Linked DNA regions of Zea mays: regions 1 and 2 are each linked to region 3. Evidence: chromatin contacts called from public Hi-C data. All regions are on one chromosome and are shown on one strand. Each heading gives the region's core, a stretch centred on a gene start, on an enhancer-like site or on the middle of the called end of the contact. The rest is flanking DNA. Distances are from core to core; before and after follow the strand shown.

What was found. A called contact is a pair of places that touch in the nucleus more often than the background predicts.
Region 1: a Hi-C map of bundle sheath shows a contact between it and region 3, with 3 times the contacts expected there. The contact joins the promoter of LOC100217209 here to the promoter of LOC100285733 in region 3. A contact is called at or near these places in 6 of 25 Hi-C or Micro-C datasets (bundle sheath, ear, endosperm and 3 more).
Region 2: a contact with region 3 is called in a Hi-C map of bundle sheath, with 2.0 times the contacts expected there. The contact joins the promoter of LOC100216850 here to the promoter of LOC100285733 in region 3. A contact is called at or near these places in 4 of 25 Hi-C or Micro-C datasets (bundle sheath, ear, leaf and 1 more).

Annotation. Positions count from the first base shown.
Region 1 is chr1:96,025,217-96,029,957 of Zm-B73-REFERENCE-NAM-5.0, reverse strand. It overlaps LOC100217209 (nucleoside diphosphate kinase 1), which reads left to right and starts at 2,819. Exons shown (of 4, transcript NM_001310025.1): 1 at 2,819-3,132; 2 at 3,254-3,302; 3 at 3,545-3,776; 4 at 4,580-4,741. The coding sequence starts at 3,082. The coding sequence ends at 4,697. It overlaps LOC100384342, which reads left to right and starts at 1,182. Exons shown (of 2, transcript NM_001176893.1): 1 at 1,182-1,543; 2 at 1,630-2,008. The coding sequence starts at 1,486. The coding sequence ends at 1,907. LOC100277173 (nucleoside diphosphate kinase1) reads left to right here. Exons shown (of 1, transcript NM_001150819.2): 1 at 1-1,056. The coding sequence starts at 191. The coding sequence ends at 823.
Region 2 is chr1:95,695,331-95,699,976 of Zm-B73-REFERENCE-NAM-5.0, reverse strand. LOC100216850 reads right to left here and starts at 2,595. Exons shown (of 5, transcript NM_001143242.1): 1 at 2,231-2,595; 2 at 1,740-1,963; 3 at 1,541-1,621; 4 at 1,394-1,441; 5 at 618-1,278. The coding sequence starts at 2,516. The coding sequence ends at 1,072.
Region 3 is chr1:95,823,630-95,828,348 of Zm-B73-REFERENCE-NAM-5.0, reverse strand. It overlaps LOC100285733, which reads right to left and starts at 2,689. Exons shown (of 2, transcript NM_001158624.2): 1 at 2,133-2,689; 2 at 242-692. The coding sequence starts at 2,660. The coding sequence ends at 441. TRNAS-GCU (transfer RNA serine (anticodon GCU)) reads left to right here and starts at 1,825; the gene lies at 1,825-1,906.

The DNA of each region.
Region 1 (4,741 bases), core at 1,570-4,069, 200 kb before region 3:
GACCGTGCGACCCGTTAAAAATAATAACGCGTCCGCTCCCCTCTCGAGTCCCTTGCCCCACCCAAGTACCCAACTCGAGCGGTGGAGCCTTGCGTGTGTCTAAAAATAGCGCCCGAATCGCGGCGGCAGCCACATCGAGTAATTTATCGAGTCAGGTGAGAGGGCGGAGCAGATCTCGCCGGCCGGGGCCATGGGTGCTGCCGGCGCGATCCGGCGGGCGGCGGCGTCGGTGGTCGACAGGGCGTGCGCGGGGACGCGGGGCTTCCGCCGCGCGCTGGCGCGGTTCGCGCCGCGGCCGTCGGCGTTCGGCCCCGCCGCAGACGCGGAGGCCGCGGCGGTGCGCGCCGTGCGGAACCTCCGGACCTTCCGGTTCCACTACGCCGTCCTGCAGTGGGTGCTGCTGCTGGCGTCCCTGGCGCCGCGGCACCGGGCCTCCGTCGTCTTCCTCATGGCGGCGTCCAAGGGCCTCCTCGTCTACGGCGGCCTCCTCAAGGCGTTCCCCAACTCGGCGCTGCTCCGGAGGCTCCTCGACCGCCGCCTCGTGGCCGCCGTGTTCGTCGCGCTCGTGCTCGCCGACATCGTCGCCGCGGGCGCCGTCGCCAACCTCCTGGCCGCGCTCGCCGCGGGCGTCCCCGTCATCGTCCTCCACGCGTCCTTCCGCGTCCGCGACGATCTCGAGGCGCCCTCGCCGGACGCGGCGGCGGCGGCCGAGAACGGCAAGGAGGACGAGGCGTCGGCGGTCGTCGAGAAGAAGGAGGACGGCGACGTCGAGGCGGGGCCCACGCGGCGGTCCATGGCGGCGGCACCAAGATCACCCAAATGAGGAATTTACTAGTAATACGAGCTAGTGAAAACCATACGTTTTTCGTAGGTTTTTAATTTAACTACTGGCCCCGTTGTCATGGAACATAGGAACAATTCGTGGTCAAACCTGTCTTCCTGCCTGCTTGTTGATTCATACTTTGAGCCTAGGATTTTTTTTTTGGAGAAGTTCAATCAGTAGAATGTAGTGGTAGCTGTGACAGACATTGAACGTGGAATTGAGGATTAATACTTATAGGGGACTCAGTTGTGAAGTCCTCTATTCATACACCTTGAGTGTATAATCTAATCTAACACACATAAAGCATGCTCCACTGATCGATTCGGTTAACTGCTACTTGTTTGAGGCGCATCCATTTGATCATAGTGGCATATTTGCTTGATCATGGTGGCATAGATCATAGCATGGATGAATTCTGTATTCACAGGCTCTAATACCAGGCATGAATGAATGCTGTATTCATCCATGTAAATATTTGCTTGATTTCCCTCAAAACCTCTAATATCAGGCATGGATGAATTCTGTATTCTCAGGCTCGCAGCGGTGTTGATTTCCCAGATCCTGAAGGTCCGTGGTGGAGAAGAGAGGAGGATGAGGAAGAACTGCACCTTCCCCCCTCCTGCGCGCGCGCCCAACTAAAAAACAAGCCAACCGACTTGGAAATGCTCTTCGCACCGACAGCTGCCCCACCACAAGTCCACAAGCAACCACAAAAGACAGGTAATGCCTCGAAGGAGCAAGCAACTCGCCTTCCCCAGTTGTTGACACTCCGGAGATGTTGATGTATGGCCTGTCCCTCCATGTAGGTGTAGCCTTCCAACTGGCAAGTGAACCTGCAGTTCGCAAAGAAGACAACTCTAGTCAACAATTACGTGAAAATGTGAAACCTTCTGCATTAGAACCTACATATATGGAGGAGTCACAAGCCAAGCGTGATGACGATGAGCCATCAGACATCACGTATTCACGTGCTGTAGATGAGCAAGCAGATCGTATGCACAACCTGAAAGTGTCTTTTCCTTTTGCTCTTCACGGGGCATGTATATTGTTGTTTAATGTAGAGGCTGTTAAAATATTTAAATAAGCTATTTGCAAAAAAATAGTGAAGGTATTTGTAAAAAAATCGTGGCACTGAAGAGACGTCTCTGGCTCGTAACCCAAGAAACAACAGACGACTCACTTCCCAATGTACGAATTCGTCGTCTATTCTATCTATTCGATACTGTACAAATACATTTATGTGTGTATTTATTAATAAACTACAATTATATACAACCCATTGTATAATAAAGTCTTTTATTTGACTTTTGTGTTTGGAGAACCGTTTTGATGTTTCTCTACTACATATGCCCTTAGAGCATCTTCAATAGTTATGTAAATTTAGCACCCTAAATTATATATTTAAGAAGTTGCTAAATCACTTTAAAGAGTACAAAAATGTGTGTGTTCCAACATTTCTCTATTTATTGGTTGTTAATTTTTAAAATTGTCAATGACAACAAAAAAGTGAGCATGATTTCTATTTTTAATTGAGATAGCACATCAACAACCTTCTATAATGTCTTGGAAGGTCGAATTTGTCGATGGAAAACCAAAAGGTCGCGCCGACGACATAAAGACAACACATGGCACTGAAGATAGATTTGTGGTCAATGAGACGGTGGGCGAAATATGGTTTTCGTGATGGATTTAGAACCAACATTGATTTAGGGAGTCCCAACGATGTTCGTAAATGTAGGGATGAAATTAGGTTTTGTAAGAAGTTTGTAAATTTAAGAAACTGCTTTACATAACTGTTGGAGAATAGTTTTTTTCAAAAACTTTTAAAATTCATATTTAGAGAGTTGTTTACATAATTATTGGAGATGCTATTAGAGGAGTGAAAGAATAAGGAATAGAGAGAATGGATCTTAACTGAGTAGAACTGACGGTCCATAAGTATCTGTTCCAATTTCCAAATACCCAAACTGGACGTCCAACTGTTGGCCAAGCAAGGCCCTATCAGCCGGAACAGCCCACAGGTGGATGCTGCGAATCGAGTGGGTCGGTCCGATAAGCCTGGTCTAGTCGAGCCCACCAAGTTTCTCGAGGCTAGGGTTTGCACGAGCAGCGAAGCGGTTTGCGTGTTGGCGTTGGGCGGCCCGGCCGAGCCGGGGCCCTATATATGAGGGAGAGGACCCCCCACTAGGGTTTCCTCCGACGGCGCCGACAAAACCAGACCATCAAACAAGTGCCAGCGCCCTCTCGCAGTCGCCGCAATGGAGAGCACCTTCATCATGATCAAGCCTGACGGCGTCCAGAGGGGCCTCGTAAGCATCATATGTTCCCAGTTAATTTCTGTTCATTCGATTCGATTTGGTGATGTCCCCGCGCTTTGTGATACGATTTTGTACTAGTTTGTGTTCACTCCATCCTGCTTGGTTTTTTCAGATTGGTGAGATCATCAGCCGTTTTGAGAAGAAGGGCTTCTACCTCAAGGGTAATCTAGCGTCCATGTTTTGATTCAAACTTCCATTATGTTCCGAAACAGCCTTCAATTTCTCCATTTAAAGACTAAAGATGTGGCTTTAGACGGAAATTCAACAGTTTGTGCTCAAATAAGATGTCACTTTTCCTAAATCTGTTGATAAAGATTTTGGTGCATAGCTGCTAAGTTTTTTGTAATCTGATTACGGTTTGTAAAACAAGTCGTGCTTGATAACCTGCCAACTCGAAATGCAGCCTTGAAGCTTGTGAACGTGGAGAGGTCGTTTGCTGAGAAGCACTACGCCGATCTCGCCTCCAAGCCCTTCTTCCAGGGCCTCGTGGACTACATCATCTCTGGCCCTGTGGTGGCCATGGTCTGGGAGGGCAAGAGCGTCGTCACAACTGGCCGCAAGATCATTGGCGCCACCAACCCCCTGGCTTCTGAGCCCGGCACCATCCGTGGCGACTTTGCTGTCGACATTGGCAGGTTAGATCTCAGTCCGATTTTTGTATCTTATGGTTTTCAGTCACCGTTATTCATGCATTGGTTATGCTTAGATGCTTAATGTGTTAAAGCTGCTCAATCCAATTGGGACTGCCATACATCCAATGTAAAAAATGTTCACACTCCTGAGTTCGGCGTAGTTATATATCCTAAAATTTGCTCTTTTCCATAGTGATGCTAAAATTCTTGACTGACTAGCATTGGATTTATGTAGAGCTACGGTTATTTATTTTGTGTAGTCAAATTAGATGTTAAGAGACAATGCATGTAGATGATTATGACCAAATGTTGGCTCTCAGTTCATTAGTTTGTTTGTATCTTGGGGTAATGAACATTTGTGGTCATCTCATGATTGCAGCCATGCTGCAGATCAACTGTTTTAATGTTGGCATTATGACCTGTTACATCCAACTCGTGGGTCCAGTAGGTACATCCTCTGGCATGTGTTTACCAGATCTGAGCTTATACTTGTTCTGAATCTGATGTGGAGTCCACAAAACATTTAGACATCAGTGGATGTAAGTGATGTACTTTCCTGGTGTTGTGGGGACTGGTTGCTCTGGTTGCTGTTTAATCATCCATTTAACTCGTCTTTAGCCATGAATAGTTGGGGTGTACTGTATCTTATTCTGCGTAGTTGTCCATGAGGGTTTTGCTGTATTGTACTTCTGATTTAATCTAGAAAACCCATTTTTTAAATGTAGTGTTAAAGCCTCTCGGATTATGTCTGTGGTATCAGATTCTACTATGATGCCAAGTTCTCATGACCTTGTTTTGTGCTATAGGAATGTCATTCATGGAAGTGACAGCATTGAGAGTGCTAATAAGGAGATTGCCCTGTGGTTCCCCGAGGGCCCTGCTGATTGGCAGAGCAGCCAGCACCCCTGGATCTACGAGAAGTAAACATGGAAAGTTTCACATCAAACCTTGAGAGCCAGAGGAAGCAT
Region 2 (4,646 bases), core at 1,346-3,845, 130 kb after region 3:
TGGCGATGTGGCCGCCCGTCTCTCTCGCTGTGCTGTGCTGTGCCCCCTCACTCGTGCGTGGACGGACCACTTTGTCACCGGCGAGATCCACATATCCCGTCCCAGATTCGACCTCACCCTTCATCTTTACCCGCTCATCATCGCAGAGGCTTTATATTAGTCGCTGTGATTCATGCAAAAGCGAGATGAGACGCCGGCAGTGATGATAATGGGTCACGGTCCATCATATTTTTTTAAATCCTAAATAAATTTTATTTTAAAAATAATAGAAATAGAATCTGATTATAATTTAATCTGATTTTTAAATTTTACTATAGTGTAAAATTTAGAGTCATGGGATATAGCCAGCCGCAAACGGAAGACTCGGACAGCACAGCCGCCTCTCGTTCGCTTCTCTCAGTGTGACATTACTCTCCACGTCAAGGAGAAAAAATATATAATTCTAACATAATCTTATATTCTAAAAGTCTGATTAATACAGATGATTTTTTATGTTTATGATATTAAATAAATGTCATTAAATAAATTATAAAATACATTTTATAATAAATTAATTTAAACAATAGATATAAATAATATTCATAAAAATAAAAAATAAAAACTGGCTAAACGCATATCACTTTAACTAAATGTCACATAACGTAAAGCTGCGACTTTCTTCCGAAGATTAGTTGGCGTATGCGTTTTGGACGGCACGGTCCAATTATTGGGCGGGATCGGGGAGCTCAGAGCCACACCCACACGACGCCTTGCGCCCGTCGCCGCCTCCTCGGATTGGAACACGAAACGAACCCACTCGAAGTCGAGACAGGGACCCATCAACCCCCAAATCCCAGCTGATCCCTCTCCCCTAATTCCATTCCACAACACTGCTAGTATTAGTGTATTACAACGCAATGCACTTCACAAACATTCCTTGCGCACAACAAAACAGAACAGAACACACCAACACAACCAGCAAGACCGAAACCCGGCTGCGCGCGGCAGCCTGACGAGGCTGATAATACTTGATGAAACGCATGCTCGCAGGGGAAGCCAAATGCGAGTAGCTCCCTCGGCGTCCCGGCCGAGTCACAGAACCTTGATGGCCCCCGCCGCGCCGCCGCAGACGCACCGGGAAGGGGGCGCGATGCTGAGCTCCAGGCCGTTGACGGCGATGCTGAGCTCCAGGCTGTCGACGGTCGAGGCCGTTTCCAGGCCGGAGGCCATGGAGAGCGAAGTCCCCGCGGGAACATGGGAGTTCTTGTTGAAATAGTAGTAGTCAGTCAGTTGATTAACCTGTCCAAAGGATCATTCAGTTCGCTTGTCAGTTTTGCTCAGACTATTATATAGTACATGAAAACGTCCTTCCGCCCTTACTACCAGTGCAATAGAGGGCATAAGGTTACCTTACCTGCATGTTACTGCCTAAAATCTCTCCGAGGCCTCTATATCTTGGTATCTGAGGAGAGGGAGGATAAAAAATTCACTGTTCAGATCTTGGGTTCTCAGTTACCACCAGGACAAGGAGAAAACACAGCGGAAGGAGTATATAAATTACGGGGACGTCGCCGCGGTCGGTGTGGATTATCTCCTGCGTAGGCGCCGGTTTGGCAGCGACGATGCTCTGAGGGCCTGGCACCTGAAACGAAACAAAAAAAAAAAGGGGGGGAGAAAGAAAGAGGACGATTAGCGCTGTTGGCTGGCTCCAAGATCTGACGAATCGTTCTTGTACTGTACCAGTTGGAGTGCTAGCTCACCTGGTTGTCCTTGTAGTCCGCGATACCGACGTCGAAGAGGCTCGCCCGGCGCTTCTTCATACCGGGGTTGGTCTGCCGGAGGAAGTACTTCTGGGCGTGGCTGGCCACCTGCGTCGCCGTCCTGGTGGTGACGAAGCCCTTGGAGATGCCCCTCCAGTCCCCCTTGCCCAGCTGCCTTAGCCCGTCCAGGAACTTCCTGTGCTCCTCCTCGGTCCATGGAATTCCTGCGCCGATTCCACCGAACAACGGATCAATTCACAGTAAAAGCATTTCTGGGCTGCAAGATAGCTGCCGTTGACTCGCACGGAGATACTTTTGTGTGTGTGTGTGTGTTGTGTAAATGCCTGAATGTTTTACTGGTTGGTTTCTGAATCTAAGAAAGGACAACATTTTCCGTTGGAATCCATCGTCCATCGTGGGATTAATTACAAGAAGAGCAGAGCAGTAAAGAAAGCGATTGATAGAAATCCAGAAAGAAAAAAAAAGCTCACCTTTCTTCCTGTCCTGTGCCTTGCGACGGCGGCGCTTCTGCTGGCCGGACGCCAGCTCCGCGTCGTCGGAGGCGTACCCCTTGCAGCCCTCTTTCTCCTCCGGCGACAGCAGCGGGTTGATGGTGAGGTCGGGCATGCTGGAGCTCTTCCTCAGGTCCATCGGCGACTCCTCCGGCTCCCCGCTGCCGCCACCCCGGTGGACGTCCACGCCGAACAGCCTGAGGAGCACCGGCGTCATCGTCTCCCTCCGCTGCTGCCCCTCCTCCTCCGGCCGGTCCATGTCCATTCGGTCCCTGCTTTGGATGTGCTGCTTTGGAGGCTACCGTAGGCCGCACTCGCGGTTGCGGCACAAGAGGCCAAGCAGGAGAAGAGTACCTGTGGTGCCCCGCCCCCCTGGGGGGGCCTTGCTCCGTTGGTCTTGCTTACATTTATGGGATCGTATCCAGTGCACAAGGGCCACGCCGTGCACAAATGCACAAAACGAAATCTGGCCGTCCATTTTCCATCCAACGACATGACGGCGCGGGGGGTTTTTCACAAAACAGACTCGGCAAGCTACGGAGGCTGCGGGAGGGTTCATCTGCATATTTACGACGGCCGTTGGATGGAAAATGGACGGCCAGATTTCGTTTTGTGCATTTGTGCACGACGTGGCCCTTGTGCACTGGATACGATCCCTACATTTATATGCCCGGTCTCTGTGTTATTTCCTTGAGGAAACCGATATGTCCTGAAAAGTTTTAAGCCTTCTGATCTGTATTTTTTTTATTATTGAAGCGAATTAGATTGGTCTCGGAGCGAAATTATGGTTGACCGATGCGGCCGAGGCAGATTTTCGTGAAACGGCACGGATTATGATACAATTGTTCGCCCAGCTTCGACTACTAGTGCATCGGCAATAATAATACAGAGGCACGTAATAACAAATTCGGCGGCGTCACCAATCACGTCAAAAATGAATCCCTCGTCGTCAGTAACCACGTCGAAAACAGATTCCTCGTCCCGTTCTTTTTTTTTCGCGGTCTTCGAAATTGCCAACGAAACACGCCTGCACATCTGACTGTTTTTTTTTATGAACTCATGTTCGTTCGTAATTCGTATGGGGCAAACAGACTTGGCATTCCAGGTTACCGAATTTTTTACATTTTAGCCCTTTTATAGGAAAAAAATCACGTTTAGACCTTAAAAAATTTTAATAGCAATTTTGGACCCTTTGCTCGGCGCCATAGGCTATGGCGCCGAGGTAACACAGCTCGGCGCCACAGATCTTGGCGCGAGGTACGTGCTACGCTGGCACACCTGGCCGACGTGGCACCGAGCTCGGCGCCACAGATCTTGGCGCCGAGCTCGGTTGTGTTTTAACAGTTTTGTTGGAAAGCTGTAAGCATAAGGCTTGTCTAGCCCAGTTGGTAGAGCACAATGCTTTTCACCTTGAGGTCCTGAGTTCAAGCCCATAGTTTGCATTTCAATATTCTTGTCTTTATCATTGATTTGTTTTTTTTTGTTTATGTCGCTGATGTGTCCATACAAATTTATTTTTAGGTACCATGATCCTCGTTTTTTTGGGTAAATTAAAATGCGAGCAGTATAAGCATGACACTTAAACCTCTCGATTCGCAGCGAGCATGGCTAGTATTTTTCTTTTTTCTTCCAAGTAAATACCTTTTCCCGTATATTGTCCCATTTTGGTGTCCTTTAAGTCCGATAGAGCAAGGACACCTGTGTCTTGATACGTAGATTAAAGACAATGTCGTCAAGCAGAGAGAGGCTTTAAGATTCGTGCGTACGATGCCACGATGGTGGCCGGCAATGGAGCGTGTAGCCACCATGGTCGTGTGCAGTGTGCTCCACTGAGCCGGCTGGGTCCTTCACTCGCCGCTTTTACTATAGTATAGGAACCAACAACCGGATCGCGTACTTGTTAATTAGTCCACCGATACTCTGACGTATTTTCCGCCTGACACGTATACATATAGCTAGCTAGCTTGTGTTACGTACGTACAATGGTCAATGGATGAAAATGGACTCTGGCCGGAGTGCACAGTCGAGACTCGAGACTAGTACTGAATTCACTTGCAAGTCAAAGGTTACAGCTATATACATACTTTATTACAACGAGGCCAGGTTGCAACAGTATTTTTATTTTGTACCCTGACCATGTAAATCGAGAGGTTTAAGTGTCCTGCTTATACTGCTCGCGTTTTAATTTACCAAAAAAAAACGAGGATCATGGTACCCAAAAATAAATTTGTATGGACACATTAGCGACATAAAAAATACAAATCAATGATAAAGACAAAAATATTGAAATGCAAACTATGGGGCTTGAACTCAGGACCTCAAGGTGAAGAGCCTTGTGCTCTACCAACTGAGCTAGACAAGCCTTATACTTACAACTTTCCAACAAAACTGTTAA
Region 3 (4,719 bases), core at 1,440-3,939:
TCCAAGGGATTTTCATTTTTCAAAAAAAAAGTTTATTTTCCATTGAAAAATAGAAATCCTTTGGCAAAATAGAGTTCCTAAACTAAGTACTTAGACGGAGAATTTCCCTTCCTCTGTAAAAAAAAGGGTTTGTAGAATATACTATTTTAAAAAAAATATGCCACCATCATCACTGGCAATCCCTGCATCCCATTGTTTCTGCTCTGTAAAATTCGTACGAATTCTACAACAATCTGTTTACGCTTAAATCTCACTCGCACTTGCATGTAATACAATATGGTTTTGTACACGATGATTGGAGTACCATGGTAGTATATAGCTAAACTCTTACAGCCGTTCAATAGTGGCAAAACAAACCTAGGAAAGCAGTATAAAATCTGGCTTTGATGCATCCCTTATTCAGTTACGATTCACACCATGCACGTAGAGGTCCATTTGGCTCATCCGTAGCATCGGATGGGGTCATTGCAGCCCTTGGCTGCAGATTGCCCGAAGCCGAAGCGGCCGCCCTTCTCCAGGTACTGCTGATGGTACTCTTCTGCTCTATAGAACCTCTTCGCTGGAACGATCTCGGTGACGATCTTCCGGTTCAGAAGCTTCTGCTGCTTCTCCAGGGACTCTCTTGCCGCCTTCTCCTGCTCTGGGTTATAGTAGTATATCCCTGACCTATACTGTGTTCCAACATCATTGCCCTACATGCAAGTATGTAGTCAGAAACTTATTCCTGTCAGACATGCTCGAAAGAATTGATTGGCTTAAGCTGATTATCCAGAGACAAATTCAAATGCTAGATCCAAACGCTCAGACATTCAGATTAACACTTAAGAAAAGGTTATCTAGCACAGAAATTGGATGCAGGGGCGGATCTAGAAAAAAAATGCTATTATATCACTGCTAATATAATATGTACGTCATTACTTATTTATAAATGTCATTTTTTTGTTTTTTCTAGATGTTCGTTTAATGCTTTAAGAGATCATTGATGTCACTTGACATCAATACCTATATATTGCATCCACTCCTGGTTGAATGCAGTATTACTGTTAGAAACACATTGATTCAGTATATAGGTTGCTGACACCCTAGAAAGATAGATAAGAAATAGAAACTGCAGCCAATCTCAAGGTCAATCATGCACCACACGCGAAAGGGTCTCTGGCTTAGTTGGTTATGTAGTTTGAGTAACACTCAGGTCCTAAATCCGACTCTCCGTGGGAGCGAATTTTAGGCTACGGTCGAGAAAAATCCCCTCGCCTTAATTGTAATGATTTCAGGCTAAGGATGAAAAAATCCCCTCGTCTTAATTGTAATGCCATGGGGGCGGTCTTAACCCCCCGCAGATCGAGTTTTTTAATCACGCACCACACTACTATTAGCTTAACACAAGGGCTAGAAGTGAAAGCTGAAGTTGAAGGCTTATAGCTCTCCTAGAACTAGTATGGAACACTATTTTCTCAAATTCTAAGTGTCGCTGCAGATTTGCATTCAACTACATATAACAGATCTGGACTCAAGAGAGCCATAGAAGGTTGTCCAATGGCAGTACCTCCTACAGGAAACAGTGCTCACAAGTCATAACCTGGATATCATATTACACATCCACAGCAATCAACAACGATGGCAATCTTAGTTCTATACTTGTAGTGCTACAAGCCTACATCAGTCCTCACTGTACGATCAGGATTAGAATTACTTGGCATTTTCCGTCAATACCCTGCATAAGAACATGAAGTACTCAACTTATGGAACAGGAACTACCTTTGTTCTTGTTCTTCATTAACAAAAAGAGAGTTCAGTGGCAAAGCAACAATATCTATCAGAAACGTCGCTTTGGCCGAGTGGTTAAGGCGTGTGCCTGCTAAGTACATGGGGTTTCCCCGCGAGAGTTCGAATCTCTCAGGCGACGCAGATGTTTTTTTTTTCGCACTCGTCAGTTCGCAACAGAGTTTATTAGATTTGTCCTGCAGTCAGTTCGCAACTGAGTCTATTTGCCCTACTGCGGGCTGCTCCCATCGAACAGCCGAACCTAACGAAAGAGCAGGCTAATTCGGAATCCCCGTAAAATTGTTCTCAAATTCGCATCAAAACCCCCAAAATTTTCTCTCAAAATCAAGCGTCGGGGTATCGCTGACCTGTCGGTTGGGAGTAGTGGGGTCGTGGCGCGCCCAGAAGGTGTCGAGGAGGTCGTCGTACTTGCAGGCGGCCGGGTCGTACTGCACGCGGACGACCTCGTTGTGGTTTGTGGTGCCGGTGCAGACGTCCTCGTAGGTCGGATCGTGGATGTTGCCCTGGCTGTAGCCGACCTCCGTGCGGGTGACTCCCGGCACGCGCTGGAACGCGAGCTCCACGCCCCAGAAGCAGCCGGCGCCGAATTGCGCGAACTCGTTCCCCGGCGCGGGCTGGTCCTCGTCGGGCCCCTGCGCCAGCGCTGCCGACGCCTCCGACGCGCGCGGGCTGCCTCCAAGCCCGCTCAGGCCCAGCTTCCCAAGCCAGCTCATCGCGGGGGGCGGTCGGGTCTTCCTGTGCGGCGCGAGGAAGTGGACCGAGGCGGCGGCGCGCTGGTGGAGGAAGGGGCCGGGGCGGTGGAGAGCGCCGATACAGGAGACGAGGAGAGGGGAGGCGGAGGGGAGGGAGGCGGGTGAGGTGAGGAGCGGAGGCATCGGGGGCGGAGCCGCGGAGGCCTTGTCTTCTCGTTTCCTTTTGTGGCGGCGTGGCCCAGATGCTTCGACTCGACGGCTCGAAGCTTGGTTGGTTGGTTGGTTGGTAGTTGGGTGTTTCCACGTCCACTCCACCCCTGCTCCTTCAGCGTTCTTGTGAATCTGCGATACAGTGAGTGATAGGAAGCCTCACCCTGAATTGCATGGTCTCCATTGCTTGTTCAGTGCAAGAGGGACCTAGCAAGAGCTGTTGGCTTTACGTGTCCGGCCTGCTCTGTATTCACTTCGTTCTAAATTAACCTTCTAATGGAAAATATCTCAAATTTCATCAAAATTATAAAATAATCATAAATATTTATAACATCGAATAGATGTACTTAAAAATATAGTCAATAAAAAAATCTAACGATACTTAGTTGATATGCTAAATGTTAATATTTTGTTATGTATTTGGTGAAACCTTAAGATAACTGACTTCTTAAAAAAGTTAAAATAACTTATAATCTGATACGGAGGGAGTACGTGATAGTTATGATTTTGATTGGTTGATATCCTAATTTTTAGTTGCATGGGCAAGCCAAGCTTTTGGTCCCTATTTGGTTTGTGTGTAAGAATTTGTCACTCTCCCACATTTATCTTTGGTTGGCAAATTTTAAAAGCCAACCAAACATGCATAAAATCTAACAGAATAATCTGCATAAATAGAACAGCTAACGTTCAGGTTCCATAAAAACGAACTGAGAATTTCCGCAAACGAAATTAGGTAACATATATAGTTCTTTAGAATTGCAGATAAGTCTTTTCCAAATATACGGTAACTGAATGAAAGGTTTTTTGGTTTTGAAAACTTTGACGTTGCTGAACTCGTCCAGACCGTACTGGTGTCTGGTGGTATTTGCCTGCGCTTCACCGGGGGAGTGCACATGTGGCTTTGTTCGGATAGTGATAAGAGAAGATTAAGCGATGTGGATTGCCAAGGCGTTGCGACCCTCCGGAACACGCTGCGAAATGGTCTCGTAGACGATACGAGTATGACGTTGACCGATGAAAAGTGGATGTTAATCATAAATTGCGTGTTATCAAACGTCGGAACATGTTGACCTCGTCAAGCCGTCATGCACACACGGATGCGCCAGATGAGATAGGGTGAAAGCTGTGCAATCGTGAAAACTTCATGAAACTACGGATTGCGGAGCTAGGTACACTAACAAAACTTAACTTCCATCCAAAAGAAAATACAGCTAAAAAGGCGGAAATCGCACGCTCGCTGTGCACGGTGCATTAGCCCCAACTCAAATCAGTATACTATACTATAGTACAACACTGACCACACAACGTATTAGTAGATCCTAAGCATAAGTGTTTACTTACATCAAGACGGGAACGCACTTAGGCTACTGTCTTGTCAGCAATTAGCTAGATGGTCACAATCATCTTACTGGTGTTAATATAGGTGTGTACGGTGGAACGACCTATGGTTGTTTTACTGTAAATGATGTATTCTGTTCTGGTGTGACGGTGGACATGCAGCATCAGAACCAGCTGATCTCAGCATTCTGGTGAGAGCCTGCATCTGGGGTTGACGGCCAAACATTTGTCCACAAGATTAAAAAAAAGGAGTCAGGTATAATCTCAAGTAAATCCGGCCTGCGGGTGTTGGCTGCACACCACTCCCTTAGATCCACCGAGCCCAACGGAAATTTGACGTCAAAGAAATTCTGAAAACCAAGAGGAATGTTTTAGGGAATCATTCAGCAAGATGTTTGAAGGATGTCAGAACTTGAGGTGAGAATTAGGTTGTGCAATTTCGCTACTTCCCATAGTTCTTCACTGCCTTTCTTTTTCTGAAAGGAAGGGGCAAAAGATTTGCCGCTCCGATATATATTAGATTAGAGAAGAAAGAAAGGGAGAGTACAAAACCTAAGCAACGATAGGGAAGAAGAAAAGAAAGAAAAAATAAAAATAATTAAAAAGAATTTAAGAAGAAAACAAAGAATCACTAGTCAAGTCCAACAAGACCTCAGCTACTAGCAATATCCTTGACTGCAAGAGCCACTTGTTC